Regions from separate parts of the Mus musculus genome. Here regions 2 and 3 are each linked to region 1. A link is a contact called in public Hi-C data. All regions are on one chromosome and are shown on one strand. The core of a region is the stretch at or near the end of the contact, and the rest is flanking DNA. Distances in the headings are between cores, read along the strand shown. Region 1 overlaps Auts2 (autism susceptibility candidate 2). Region 2 overlaps Auts2 (autism susceptibility candidate 2). Region 3 overlaps Auts2 (autism susceptibility candidate 2).

The links. Hi-C and Micro-C count contacts between places; a contact is called where the count stands out from the background.
Region 2: a Hi-C map of cerebral cortex shows a contact between it and region 1, with 2.5 times the contacts expected there. The contact joins two enhancer-like sites. A contact is called at or near these places in 7 of 484 Hi-C or Micro-C datasets (cerebellum, cerebral cortex, embryonic stem cells and 2 more), 9 of 115 datasets of contacts at active chromatin or transcription factors (craniofacial prominence, embryonic basal ganglia, embryonic forebrain and 6 more) and 1 of 9 other capture datasets (pancreatic islet).
Region 3: a Hi-C map of cortical neurons shows a contact between it and region 1, with 1.7 times the contacts expected there. The contact joins two enhancer-like sites. A contact is called at or near these places in 2 of 484 Hi-C or Micro-C datasets (cortical neurons and nephron progenitors), 2 of 115 datasets of contacts at active chromatin or transcription factors (embryonic basal ganglia and neural tube) and 1 of 9 other capture datasets (adipose tissue).

Annotation. Positions count from the first base shown.
Region 1 is chr5:131,765,515-131,769,976 of GRCm38.p6, reverse strand. All of the region lies in intron 5 of Auts2 (autism susceptibility candidate 2), which reads left to right. Among named protein-coding and RNA genes, the nearest start is that of 4930563F08Rik, 110 kb to the left of the region's middle. Within about 2 kb of position 2,601, at least 14 of the 459 cell types and tissues checked have an H3K27ac peak or open chromatin away from gene starts, as enhancers often do. A contact at or near this core is called in cerebral cortex and cortical neurons, where this site is marked.
Region 2 is chr5:131,536,252-131,540,713 of GRCm38.p6, reverse strand. The region is part of intron 5 of Auts2 (autism susceptibility candidate 2); the gene reads left to right. Among named protein-coding and RNA genes, the nearest start is that of Gm29681, 120 kb to the right of the region's middle. Within about 2 kb of position 1,988, at least 172 of the 459 cell types and tissues checked have an H3K27ac peak or open chromatin away from gene starts, as enhancers often do. A contact at or near this core is called in cerebral cortex, where this site is marked.
Region 3 is chr5:131,614,547-131,619,008 of GRCm38.p6, reverse strand. All of the region lies in intron 5 of Auts2 (autism susceptibility candidate 2), which reads left to right. Among named protein-coding and RNA genes, the nearest start is that of Gm29681, 200 kb to the right of the region's middle. Within about 2 kb of position 2,273, at least 65 of the 459 cell types and tissues checked have an H3K27ac peak or open chromatin away from gene starts, as enhancers often do. A contact at or near this core is called in cortical neurons, where this site is marked.

The DNA of each region.
Region 1 (4,462 bases), core at 1,352-3,851:
TGTGCCCCGTTCCATGATTTCCACCTCCTTCCTGCTGGCTTATCCTCCCCAGAATCCCACGGTTGGTTCTCGTGCCTGATCGTTCCCCATCCATCTCTCGGACTTTCTCCCTCCGCCTCCACCACAGCCTCCAGGAGAGATCTGAAGGCTCCTGTTCTCCACCGTCATTAATTTGAATTCAGCATATGTAGCCGGTTATAAAACCCGAGACACCATCATCTGAGCAGGTCAAGCATATTCAGATGAAGACAAATGGTGCTTATTTGATTTCCTTAAAATCAGGAAATGAAAAAAGTGCTCTCTGGAGAAATCACGCTCCGCCTGACTTAGATGATAGACCAGCTCGTGTCCCCCAGATAAGAACAGCCTCTCGCCTGGAGGTTTTTATCTCTGAAGGACGGCCAGGACTGTCAGCCTGCTGACATGTGCATTATCCATGTCATTTTAAACAAAGTGACCTATGGAAGGGTGCGCCGTGCTGTGACATGGTAATGGGCTGTTGGATGACAGCGGAGGTACACACTGGGTAGGGGGCTGCGGGCTGCTCTTTTGTTTAACTGACAAGTCAGTGCTTCCTGCCTCCAACCCCCAGGAGAGAATCTTAGCTCCTTAGAAGTAGGACCTTGTGTATTTTGGACAGCCAACTTGTGTCAGGATACGTGACAGCATACAAAGTTCAATCGCTGCCCATGCTAGCTCCAAGGTCACATGGACATAGGACAAAACCCTCCATAATTCTGTGGGGCGCCTTTGGCACCCAGGAAGATGCTGCAGCCTTTTGACCATTTTGAGAGCTCTACAGGAAAGCGACAGCTGGCCTCACTTCTACAAGAGGGCTGATTTTATTCAAGGTCTTTGTGTGCACACTTGCGTATATGTGCAGTTTCCTGTAAGGGTGGGTCCATGTGTACCTGTGTGCAGGTACATGCAGAGGCCATTACCAAGTGTTGCCTATATGATTTTTAGGATAGACTCTTGTTAGCCTGGAGTTCACTAAGAAGGCCAGGTTTTCTGGCCAGCAAACTGTAGGAACTGTCCTGTCACTGCCTGCCCAGGACTGGGATCCTAAGCCTGTGGGTTCTGGGCATTGAAGTCATGTTTGAACAGAAAGCTCTTTCAAACAAGCTCTCCCGCTAGTCCAGGCATCTTTATTTCAAAAGCCTGAATGCATAGACCTGTCATGCCAACATCTAGGAGACTGGGTCAGCAGAATTTCAAGTTTCACACCAGCATGTCCTACATAGGGAGCCTCTATTTCAAATAAATAAGTAAAGTGGATTCCATATTGACACAGCTGCCTGCAGTAGTGGGAGAAGGTGGTAAAAATTCCTCATTGCTATTTTTTTCATAGTATCTCAGTCAAGGCTCTTGGCCTTGGTTATACCCCAGAATCTCCAAGGAACTACCCCAGACCTGGTCTCCATTCCAGGTCCCTTGCCCTGGAGTCTCTGAGGACATCCACCATCATTAATCTAGATCCTTAGGCTCTGGTTGTTTCTAGAATGGCATGGTTGTCGTCATTAGAAATATTGGAAGGGGATGATCAAGGTGATTGGGAGCAGCAGCAAAAAGCCAGAAAAATGAACAACTGAGTCCCAGGCTGTGTGAGGAGAGTAAACAGGCAGGACTAAGGGTAAGACATCAGTCGGTGGGCAGGGGGCAGGAGGCACGGTCTTTTTGTGCACGGTACACCCCCTGCTTAAGCACTGGGGTGTAATTTGTTTGCATCTTGAAGATCATGAAGGCTTTTGAAACTGGGAGCTACGCCCTCTCTGCTATCCCTGCTCTAACATGGGTGTTTCTCCAGGGGGTTCCCAGCAGGGACCCAGGAGCCTCTAATTGCACCAGCGCCTGCCTGGCCCACGTGTAGTTAAGTCTGCCAGCCTTCTCCTTTTCCAGCTGAGACAGGGTAGTGTTTATCACCAACCTGAACACCATCCTCCCAGCTTTGCAGGGGCCCTGTCAGCCTGCTCCATGGCTGGGCCTTTCCCTGGAGCCCCTGAGCCCACTAGGGTGCTTGCTGGCACCGCATGGAGGATTCGAATACAAATATGAATTGCTAATGGTGGTGTAGATGCCACTCAGCATCCTGGGATCCCTTCAGCAAGTCCCACCGGGGCTGCTGTTGTAGCCAAAAGTGAGACTTGCAGGAGGGACATGGTGGGAATTCTCTCCGGAAGACCTGTCATTCTAACTCCGTGGGGATCCGCAGAACCGGCAGTCTAAAATTAGGGTACGGTATTTCACACAGCTGACTGAATTAAGATAAACTCGGCTTTCTTCGGATACGAAGCTATAATTTATAAAATGATACCCTTACTAATTAATGTGAAAGTATCTGGGAAAGGGCTGGGAAAGCAGAGCCCGTTCTGAAATGCAGGAGACAGACTTGCCCGTGGAATGGATCCGATGAGACCCCCACTGCAAGCATCCTCAGCCAGAGGAACAGCATTTCGTGTTCGCAGCAGAGAACCTGGAAGACTCCTGGGAAGGGAGAAATGGGGCGGTGAATTAAGTAGGCGGTGAACCTAGCATCGTGGATGTGGGATGTCTCTTCATTTGTCATGAGGAACAAGGAAGAGGCAGCACTTGGCCCCCTTATCACCCAAATTAAGCAATTACACCAATCCCACGCTGGAGGAGCATCGCTGTCAGGAGAACAGTGTAGCAGCAATAGTGTTTCTGCACCCGTGCTCTGCATTTTCTTTTCTCTCACACTGGCAGCACCCTCACTCTGTAAAGTAACACCCCTCATTTGGTTATGAAATTAATGTCAAGATTTAAATTCACAATCTCTCCACCTACCCACTTCTCTTTGGCCGTGTGAGCCAAGGGATGGCGGATCAGAAGGAATCTCTAATCTCGTTCCTGGCTCTGTCCCTTGTCATTTCTATATGCAGGGTGATGCTTAGTATTGTGGTGTAGGAGATGGGGTGACATGGTACCACCGTGCTCTTGGAAGAGTAGAGTACAGGGTGTGTGCCTGCCCTCCCTAGCTGTTAACTGAACTTGTTTACTTGGATCAAGACTCACACTGGGCAAGAGGAAATCGGTGCTCTAGCTCAAGGACCTTGAGTCCTGCACAAGACCCAAGGGACCCCAGAACTCAGGTCTCGATAGAAGCACTAGATTTTAAAAGGTCTCTAAAACCATATCCTTTCAACCCCCTTATCTAAACATATTATTCATACACATCAGAGTAATGTGGGGCCGTTGTAAAATGAGCAGGCAGCCATTAAGTAATAGATGATACCCATTTGCCCCATTGGCAGCTGTTCCCAGGTATCAAACCTTTCCTATTTGCAGGGGAAAGCTTTTCTTCAGGCCTAAGGGGGCCAGGGATAGTATTTCTTTTTTAACCTGAGGTAATATTCACAAAGCTTCTGAGGTAATATTTTTGCTCACTTTTTTTTTTATTTGTTCTTTGAGAATTTGGTACAATGGATTGTTGTTCTTCATGTATTTGAGACAAGGTCTCAGGGTGTAGCTCTAGATGTCTTAGAGTTATGTTAAGCAGACTTGCCTTGAACTCACAGAGATCTGCCTTCCTGCTTGCTTGTGCCTCCCATTGTGGGGATTAAAGGTGTCCATCACCACACTCAGGCCCTCATAGAATCTGTATTGATCATACTCACTTCCTCAATTCCTCCCAAATGCACCCTTCCTCCCTACCCATTCAACTGTGTCCTTCAGGATTTTCTTGTTGTTATTGCTCTATATTTACTTATGTGTTTATTAATCTTCAACTTTTAATACATCTTTAATTAGTAATATAATAAAAAAGATTATATCAGCTTCCCCCTTACAAACTCCCATGCCCTCCCAACTCTCAGGGTAATATTTTATCACTGAAACTGGGTCAGGAAATAAAGCTTAGTGGGTAGTGCTCTTACTTAGCATGCTGGGAAACCCCGGGTTCCATCCTCCACATCACATAAGCCAGGTAAAGTGGAAGGTGCATGTAGACACAGCTCTTGGGAGGTAGGGCCAAGAGAGCAGAAGTTCAAGGCCTTCCTCAGCCACATAGTTAACTGGAGACCATCTTGGGCTACTGTCTTCAAAGAAAAGGTTTTCTTTCATTGTTGTTCTTGGTCATGATGCAACTCATGTATTAGGGAAGAGATCTAACCATGGCTTCTTTTCCTAATCCAGCATAGACCACACACACATGCACTCTCCACTTGGCTCAGGAAGGACTTTGAAACTGCTGAAAAGTCAAACTGGAGACGAGGCATTGTGGCTTTGTGCTTCTAACAGAAGAGTCTTGCTGCTTGATTGCCAGGCCATGTGTTACCCTTGTTAAAGGCCGTGCATCCTCAGCAATGTTCTAGAAACTGAGGAGGCCCTCATTATGGCTTGTGCAGTCTCCATCCTTGGTTTGTCAATCAGCTGCATCTTGATCCAAGGGCTGAAGAGACGGCTCAGTGGATAAGAGTACTCAGATCCCAGCACCCACATAGAA
Region 2 (4,462 bases), core at 739-3,238, 230 kb after region 1:
CCAGAATTGGGCCTGATGTAGTGGTACGTGTCCGTAATCCCATCACTGGGAAGAAAGGAGGAGTAGAGACCTGCCTGGGCTATGTAGTAAGATACCGTTGCAGTAAAACTAAACAAAATGAAGTGTCCAATTAGGAAGACTGGGGCTTTGCTGAATTTCAAAGCTGTTCAAGATCTGGAGGTCAAGGTCACCCTGGCTACATAGAGACTCCAGGCCTGCTGGGGCTACAGACTACCTTTCCTCTAAGTGGATAGTTAAACCAGTCCATTTCCCCCAAACGTCATTTTGCTGTATTTTCCAGAAGGCTAACGCTTGAAAGAGACCTTTGATTTCCAAAATTAGTTTTATTAGAGGGATTATAATATGTTGCTATGTGCCAGGCATGGTGGCGCACACCTTTAATCCCAGCGCTCAGGAGGCAGAGGCAGGTGGATTTCTGAGTTCGAGGCCAGCCTGGTCTACAAAGTGAGTTCCAGGACAGCCAGGGCTACACAGAGAAACCCTGTCTCAAAAAAAAAAAAAAAAAAAAAAGAAAGAAAGAAAGAAAGAAAGAAAGAAAGAAAGAAAGAAAGAAAGAAAAAGTTGCTATACACCAAGTACCCACCCCCATTTCTTTTTTGAAAAATTAAAATTTTTTTATTGCAGTTATTTATTTATTATTTATTTATTGTATGTATACTTATGGAGGTCAGAGGACAGTTCTCTTTATACACTGTGTGGGTCCCAGGTATGAAATTCTAGTTGTCACGCTTGGTGGCAAATGCCTTTACAATCTTTACAATGCTGAGCCTTCTTTCTGGCACCTTGGGGTAAAAATTGTTTTTTTAATTTATATTAAGAGTTCAATGACATCAGTGGTGGTGAAGTACCTTCACAGAGGTGAAACATGTATTTACTATTGGTCATTTATTGATTCATTTCACTAAGGTTTTTACCATGTGCCCTAGACCATTCTGAAATTTAATATCTTTTGTCCAAGTACTGGGATTATAGAATTTCAGTGTTGACGGTGGAGAGATGGCTCAGTAGTTAAGAGTGCTTGTTCTTGTCAAGTTCCTAGCACCCAAATCAGGCCACTCACAGCTCCAGGGCATCTGTCCTATGGAGCACTGGAACACAAGTAGCACACTCAGAGGGGTGGGGAGGGAGGGAGAGAGAATCTTACACTTGATTAAAAAGGAAAGAGCGGCTGTGTGTTCTGGTAGAAGGTCAGTCACTTAAATGACTGAGGGCCGAATTAATGATTTCATCCATCCATCCATCCATCCATCCATCCATCCATCTCTGCCCCAACGCGCTTAGCTTAGCTGAGCTGGCTCCAGGGGACATCCTGGTGATAGATGATAAGTTACCATCCATGGAGCGAAGCTTTGACTTTGCTTTCCCTGTCTTTATGTTTGCTGCATAGAAGGGGAAGCCTCAGTCACCACTTGGCTGGTGTGAATGTATACACAAGTCGGATAGTTTGAGGAACTGTGCAGAGGGAAGGCAGTTCATGAAACCTACCGTGATTCGTGGGATGAGGGTTAGATCAAGATCTTTTTCTTCTAGACTAGGAACCCAACCTCCCATCCATGTCAGACAGTACAAAGATTATGTTATATTGTGCACCTACTGTGTGCCCAGAATCTGGACCTCCACCCCCATCTCAGAACCAACTCTTTGCATATGAGATTGGCCTAGAGGCAATTCAACCCCGGGCTACGGGCCTAGTAGCCTCTCCTTGGTTTAGAGCAAATCTCGGAAGCTGTAACTGCAAAAAGGACCGGAGCGTCGCGGTTCTTGCCCGTAGAGGGAAAGGCGCCATGGGGACCAGGGGCCGGTCCGCAACCGGAGGCGGGATGTAGTGGGAGCCACAGCTGTCAGTGTCGCACCCAGGGACTGCGCCCCCGCGGGGCCAACCGGGCGCCAGGGTGGAGAGGAGGGGCGGCGAGGGGCGGGGCACGTGGGGCGGGACGGAGGAGGGGCGGTGGCACCGGCTGGCGGCTCCGGCTGGGCGCGCCGAGAAGTCCCGCTCCGAGAGCCGCGAGCGCCAGGAGTAAGGCGCGCTCGGTACAATCCGGGCAGCGAAGTCCAGAGCGCGAGAGCAAGGGTGGGAGAAAGGGGTGTCCTCGCGTCACTACCAGGGACCCCCCTTCTCTCCCTCAATCCAGCCCCGGGTAGCCGGTGGCGCTGGCGGCGGGCCGCCTGATGGAGTTCACTTGAGCCAGGAACAGGCGGGAGAGGCAGGCCGGAGCGGAGCTAGTCCTGCGCGCCCCGTAGCAGCTTCAACCACAGCTTTCCACACCGCAGGCGGGCAACACCCGCGGCAGATTGCGACTCCCGGAGCGTGTCGGTGCCACGCCGCAGCGGGCCCAGGACCCATCAGATCAGCCCGCGGCGGTGCCGTACCGGCGGCACCCGCTGTTGGGGAGCCCGAGGCGGCCGCCGGGGAGCTGCTTTCGCCTCTGCCGCCGTACGCCCTCCTCCTCCTCCTCCTCCTCCCTCTCCCTCCTCCCTCCCTCCGCACATGGTCTCCTTTGTCCTGTCGCCGCCGCAGCCGCCTCGTTCTTAGCTCCGCGCGCCGCGGCAGCGGCTCCCGGGCCGCTGCTCTTCAGCCCTGCCAGGTCCCCAGGGCGCACCAAGTTGAGCCTCTGGTTTAAGCCAGCCGGTTCCCCGCGCGCCCCGCAGGAGCAACCAGGAGAGCGCGCGGGCCGGGCCCCCTCCCCATCTCCCCGCCACCCGCCCGGGACTTGGCTGCGTTGGATGTGCGCGCGCGGCGTTGACTCCTGGCTGCCGTGGAGGAGCCGGGTGCTGCTGCTGCTGGCTCTGCTGCCGTTTAGGATCCGGTTCGGATTTGGTTCGCGTGCCTCAGCTTTGAGACTTTGGAGAGGAATTAGCAAAACACACAGACTTGTGGACCTAGCCGGGCCGGCTGGAGTTGGGCGTTTTCTCTGCCTTGGGTTTTGGTTGCTCTCTCCCGGTGGTGTGTGGTGATCCACCCGGAGAGAACCTGACGGAGGACTCAAACCATGAACTTGGGGTTGACAAGACCGCCGAACCCCTGGCGACCAGGTAATGTTGCCCCACCACCACCACCGTTGGGGGGATGGGGTGGGGTGGCTGGCTCGCCTGCGGTCCGCGGTTTCGGGGGAGGAGGCAGGGGTCGAGGGGTCTTTTGTTGCGGCCGCAGCCGGGCCAGGGTGGTAACGGAGGCGGGCTGCTGGCGTCTGGCGGGCCTGGCCTTCCTCCCCCACCCCTCCCCCGCTCCCCTTTGTACTTTCCTAGCTCCCTGAGCTGGCTGGGCTCGGCCGGTGAGCCGTGAGTGCCTGCCGGGGGAGGCCCTAGCCAACAGAGGCGATCCCACCTCCGGGAGTGAACCCATAGCTCCCAAGGGAGATCCGCTGGACTCCTAGGCTGGGAATGCCCGCACCGGCTCGGGCTAGGAAGGGCTCCTTGGAGCGGCGCTGCCTGCTGACGGGTCACTGTCCTTGGGCTGAGCTCCGGGTCCCCGCCCTCCCGCTTGTGCGCACGCGGAGCCCGGGGAAGCAAAGGAGAGCTAGCTGGTGCAGGAACTCACCCGCGCCTAAGTTTCTAAGAGAATTGTCTTTGCACCTTCTTCCTGCGGGTGCCGTTTTGGAGAGCTACCTTAGCGAATTGAGTTTTAAGGGGTTCCGGGTACAGCTTCAAACATCTGGGACCCACCCGTGCGCACGGGAATTTTTTATTTCTTTATTTTTATTTGTTTTAACCAAACTGCTTTACCCAACTTTTCCTTCTACGCCAGCTACAGCTTCTAGACCATAAAAAGTATTGACATAAAAGGCAAATAGTACCCACCCTGCCGTAAAATGCCCCAAAGAGCATGTTTGTCTGGGAATTTTAGGTTGTGCTTCTAAGTGTATATAAAACTCATCAAAGCCAATCGAGGTGAGGAAATGAAATAGCAACTGATATTAAATTCTGTGCGGCTAAAGGTAATGGTTGCTGGAGAGAAGCGGGAAGGCATCCATGCGTCTGCCACTAGATCCACCGCACCTGCAGTCCTCATTGCTAATTTAAAAAGAAAAAAAATTAGGGAAATGAACCAAGTTATAGAAAGAAATGCACTTTTTTCTTCTAAAAGCAACGAAATGAAAATGTCCCCACGATTAAGGCGCCCAGCGATATGTACAAACGATTTTTTAAAAATACGTGTGTATGTGGAGGGTATATGAAGAGATGAAGGGAAAACTTGCAGGAATCAGTGATCCCCTCCACCTTTAAGTGAGTATGGAGGATCCAACTGAGGTTGTTGCATTTGGCAACAAACCTATTTACCTGCTGAGCCATCACGCCCACCCTGTATGGATGATTTTTCAGTCTTGTTGAGTGAAGGAAAATTACTTGAGGACCGTTGAAGCAGCTACATGGAATCTGCACCTATCAAGGCTTTGCCTGGGAGACTTACTTGAAGAATTTGGACGAAGATGGTCCAGGAGGC
Region 3 (4,462 bases), core at 1,024-3,523, 150 kb after region 1:
GAATGCCACAGTGCAACAACTCATCCCCCACAATCTGTGTTAGTGTCCCCACATGGCACACCAGCCATTTGAATAGCAGGTCCCCAAAGGAGCCCTGACCCTTTGGCAGGAGGCTTCGTCTCACCCAACGGAGCATCCCAGAACATCGCCAGACAGAAAATAGCATGCTGCCCCAGATGTCCATGACATGATCCACAGAGCCTGGCCTGACCAGATCTCGACTCTGTTCCCACTACACCGAGATGCCAAGAAGATTAATCTAGCCGCAGAACCTCAAGAGACTCCTGTAGCCTCGGTTCTCAGACTCTTTCAGAGCTGGCCCTAGAAGAGCTGCAGCTGAGGCTGAGGAGGAACACGTTTACTTCTTGATGCACAGTGGTGACTTGCTCAGATTCCAACCTGGCCTTTTCCTTTGTTCTCACGTGTGACCCCAGAAAGTAGCACTTGGAGTTGAATTTCTTTATCCTGAGCTTGCGCCAGTACCTCCTGGCATCCTCCTGAGAACTGACGGCTGGGTCTCACCTCTACCGCTTCTGATTCGGTAGGAGGAGGTCTGGCCCGGTATTTGTCATGGCTGATAAAAGTTCCTGGGTGCTGCTGATCCAGAGGCCTTGCTTGAAGAAAGTGTCTTGTGCTAGCAGTCATCAGCAAGTTCACCAGCCTGTCCAGGAAGATGACAAGCACGGTGCCCCTAGTGTTGAGCCCTGCCTATTCGTATTCCAAATCCAGGTAGCACCAGAGGACTGGAGTCTCTTGTCTGTGCATTCAGGGTACAGGGAGACACCTTGAGTCACTGGGAGACAGGGGTGGATGAGCTCGTTAACCTTGATGTAGCTCCAGGCAGTAAGAATCTCCCAAATGGAGTGGATAGACTACAAGAAGTGTGACTAGCCACTTTGTCACCACTGTTAGGGGCTTGGTATCATTTGCAATATAGTACCTTTGTCTTAGCTTTTAACTGTCAACCTGACACCGGAGAAGGAAGGAATGTCCAATCAGATTGAAGTGTGAGGGGTTGTCTTCTTGCTAATTGATGTAAGAGGGCTCTAGTTCCCTAGAGACAGCACCATTCCTTGGGTAGGTAGTCCTGGGCTGTGTAAGTCTCTTGTTACCTAAGCAAGTGACTGAGAATGGGTCAGAAAGCAGCATCCTCCATGGCTTCTGCTATTCTCCCCTGGCTGTGAGTTCCCTGCACAGAGATAATGCTGTGTGGAATAGCCATCCTCCACACACACCCTCGGTCAAGGAACACTGAAATGTGGCTGCAGTCTGTGATTAAAGGCTTGCCTCTGTGTGTCCATTCTGATTTGTTGGCTCAGGGAATGGAAGTCACAGAAGTATCCCAAGCTTAGTTTCTTAGTGTATAGAATGCAGACAAGGCTCTCTGATTTACTGTGGAATAGACACCAGTAATTGAGTGCATTCCGTATCCCATACGTCTGGGACAAGGCTGTAAATGCTCTTTGGGGGAAGGCAGCACCAAGGGCAGCTGGGGTCCTCTGGAGATGTAGTTCAGTTGGTATAGAACGTTTGCCTATCGGCTCTGCGTAAACCAGGTGTGAGGGTGCACACTCTGTACTCCTGGCACCCAGGAGAGCCAGGGCTCAAGGTCATCTTTAGCTACACGAAAGTTCCAAGATGGCGTAGGGCACAGGACACCCTGCCCACCCACCCTACCCCCAAAATGAGAAATGAGGGAGAAACAGAAGGGAGGGAAGGCAGAAGGAAGGCAGGCCTGAGCCCACCTCCCACTCATCTCTAGTCTCCTCCATTTCATCTTCTGTCTCCCTTTCTGTGATAGAAAATCAGAGATAAAGCTTTGTTCTCTTCTGAGCTAGGTAGGCATGGTGTCCATGCTTATAGTCACAGCATTTTGGAGATGGAGGCAGGAGGATCAGGAATTCAAGGCTAGCATTGGCAACACAGTAAGCTAGAGGCCAGCCTAAGCTACCCGAGACCCTGTCAGTAAACCAGGAAAAAAGAAAAAGAAATTAAGAAAGGGGAGAGAGAGAAAGAGAGAGAGAGAGAGAGAGAGAGAGAGAGAGAGAGAGAGAGAGAGAGAGAGAGATAGAGAGCAGGATTGAGGGCTCAGAGTTTGACATCTAAAAACCCAAGCAGCCACCCAATCCGGATAGAGAAGCTGTTTGCTGTTTGAGGGCTGTTGTGCCTAGGACAGCCTCCATGTCACGTGCACCAAGCCACCCCCTCCCCGCTGGCTACAGAGCTGCCTATATACCCCTGCCTAGCCCACTGGGATTGCCGACCGGGAACAGAAGCTGTGCGCGCTCTCTCTGCCTTTGCTTTGCGACCGCTGCAACCTTCGCTGCAGCCAATCAGCTGGTGCACTGCGGGTGACCTCCCCCGGGTCTCAGGAATAAATTGTCAAGTTTCCCCACCGCGGGTGTCTTTGCTAGTCGACGGCCGGTTTGCAGGTTTCTGGGCTAATTGGAAAGAGGATCATGAGGAGGCGGGTCGAGGCGCGTCAAGAGCCTGGCTGGTCTGCGGACTAGGGTCGTGCCGCTCCGGAGCCCCTGCTGTCCCGGAGTTGTGAGTAGGTCGCTCACCGGCTCACATCTAGTCGCCGCACACCTATTTGAAAGTCGGTTCCACGGCAGGACTTGTGCAAGTCCAATGCAGGATTCTGCGTCCTCAGCGCACTGGACCTGCCTAGGAAGGTGAAGCCTGGCTGATCCCTGCGAAGGTACCCCTACGCTGCCACTTACGAACCCTTATCTTCAGTGTTCCAGGACCCAAGTGGTTCCCGCGACAAATCCAATATCTACCTTGGATCTCCGGATCTGAAATGCCTCTTCCTTGGAGACTTTGAATTTGGTCTTTGGAAATTCAGGAACTGTATGAAGTGCTATTGTTTCTGAGTTCTCTTTCCTTTCGTGTTGGTTTTGGGATTCTCTCGCCTACCTGGATAATGGTCTGCCTTTGTGGCTGAGTCTTCCTGGAGTCAGTGGATCGCAGGCAGCCTGAGGCATCAGCCTTCGGATTTCTAAGCCTAGGAGTCATTCGGGGCTGCAGAAGAGGACCTAGCTCCTAACTAGTAAGGGCTATGTGATTCACCTCCCCTCCCCACCCCACCCCCATCCCGGATTGAAATATATATGTTGTAGCAGGATTTTCTTTAAGCGGATCGTCTGATAGGACTGGCAGTTACTACCCAGGAAAATGAGTAGCAATTAGGAGTTCAGTAATAAATGGAAGTCTATTGTCCTAATTGAGTGGAATTACTGACGGGTAATGGCAACTGAATTCTTCAGTTTAATTAAGAGTTTATATAATTATAGTGCACTTTTTATTTCTAGGGGGAACCATGGGGGTAGGAATTAAATAACCAATGTGATGGTTAAGAAACCCATTTAATGGATAAGTAACCAGTAGGTTTAAATAAATATGGGTACCTTGCTGGAGTAACAGAAGTAGAGCTGAATTCTCTGTAAAGGCTCTGTACCCTGCTGGGACAAGCTAGACTTTTGATTTGCAGCTAATTTGAGCCTCATAAAAAAAAAAATCCAAATGAACTTATCAGGTAATCCAGAGATGCCCAGGGCTCTCAGGTAGTAGCATGAAGTAGGATGGGTGTTTTCCAGAATTCGGTGAGAATGAACCTGGAAGAGGGGGAGGGGCCGTTCAAGAGTGCGTTTTACCCTCCTAGAGTTTCCATCTTGAAAATCTGGGGCTTGGGCTGTTCGGTCGGAGGCGTTGGATAGCTCAGGGACGGCCAGCTTTCAGATTACGGATCTCTAAAGAGTGAAGGTATTTACCTTGGTTGGGGAGTAATCTGGTAATTAGAGAGTTGTTATTTGCTTCTCTGGCAGTATAGTGTTTACTTTCCTCTTCTAAAGGGTTGTTGGTGCTTTTTTTTTTTTTTTTTTTTTTTACTTGTGGGAAGCTATAGAATTGGAGAAAACTGGAGAGAAAGCTCTACTCAAAATATAATTACATAATTTGCTTCCAGTGATTGTGGGGGAGGGTGTAATCTTGAGTGTCAGTTTGGGGACTCCTGTTAGCCCAGCTCATGAGAAGCCCTCAGAGTTTTGGCCATCTTTGGGTTTCAAATTGACTGATAATGATGAGGAGCACTTTCTGTTCTACTGTTCATGCCATCCCTTGCCTCGACTTCTATTTCTTGCTTCTTCAGCAGGACTATCTGGGAATGCCTCTTGTCCCAGGGCTTCATGGCACGGGTGGGGTGAGGTAACGACAGTGAAATTGCCTGTCGCTTCATTAAGACTAGGCCAGTGATAGTGGTGGTGTGTCTTTGGTACTGTGTGGGCTTTCAAGCTTGCACAGCTGGAGCACGTTGGAGCTGTAAGTCCACCTTCCTCGTGGTTGAGACAAGAGCAGCTGGGGAAAGAGCCTTGCTTACGTGTGTCTCTGGTTGAGAACCTCTCCAGGTGCCTTGCAGCTCTCTAGGTAAAAGAGCATGCAGGTGACCTGAGGCTATAGGCAC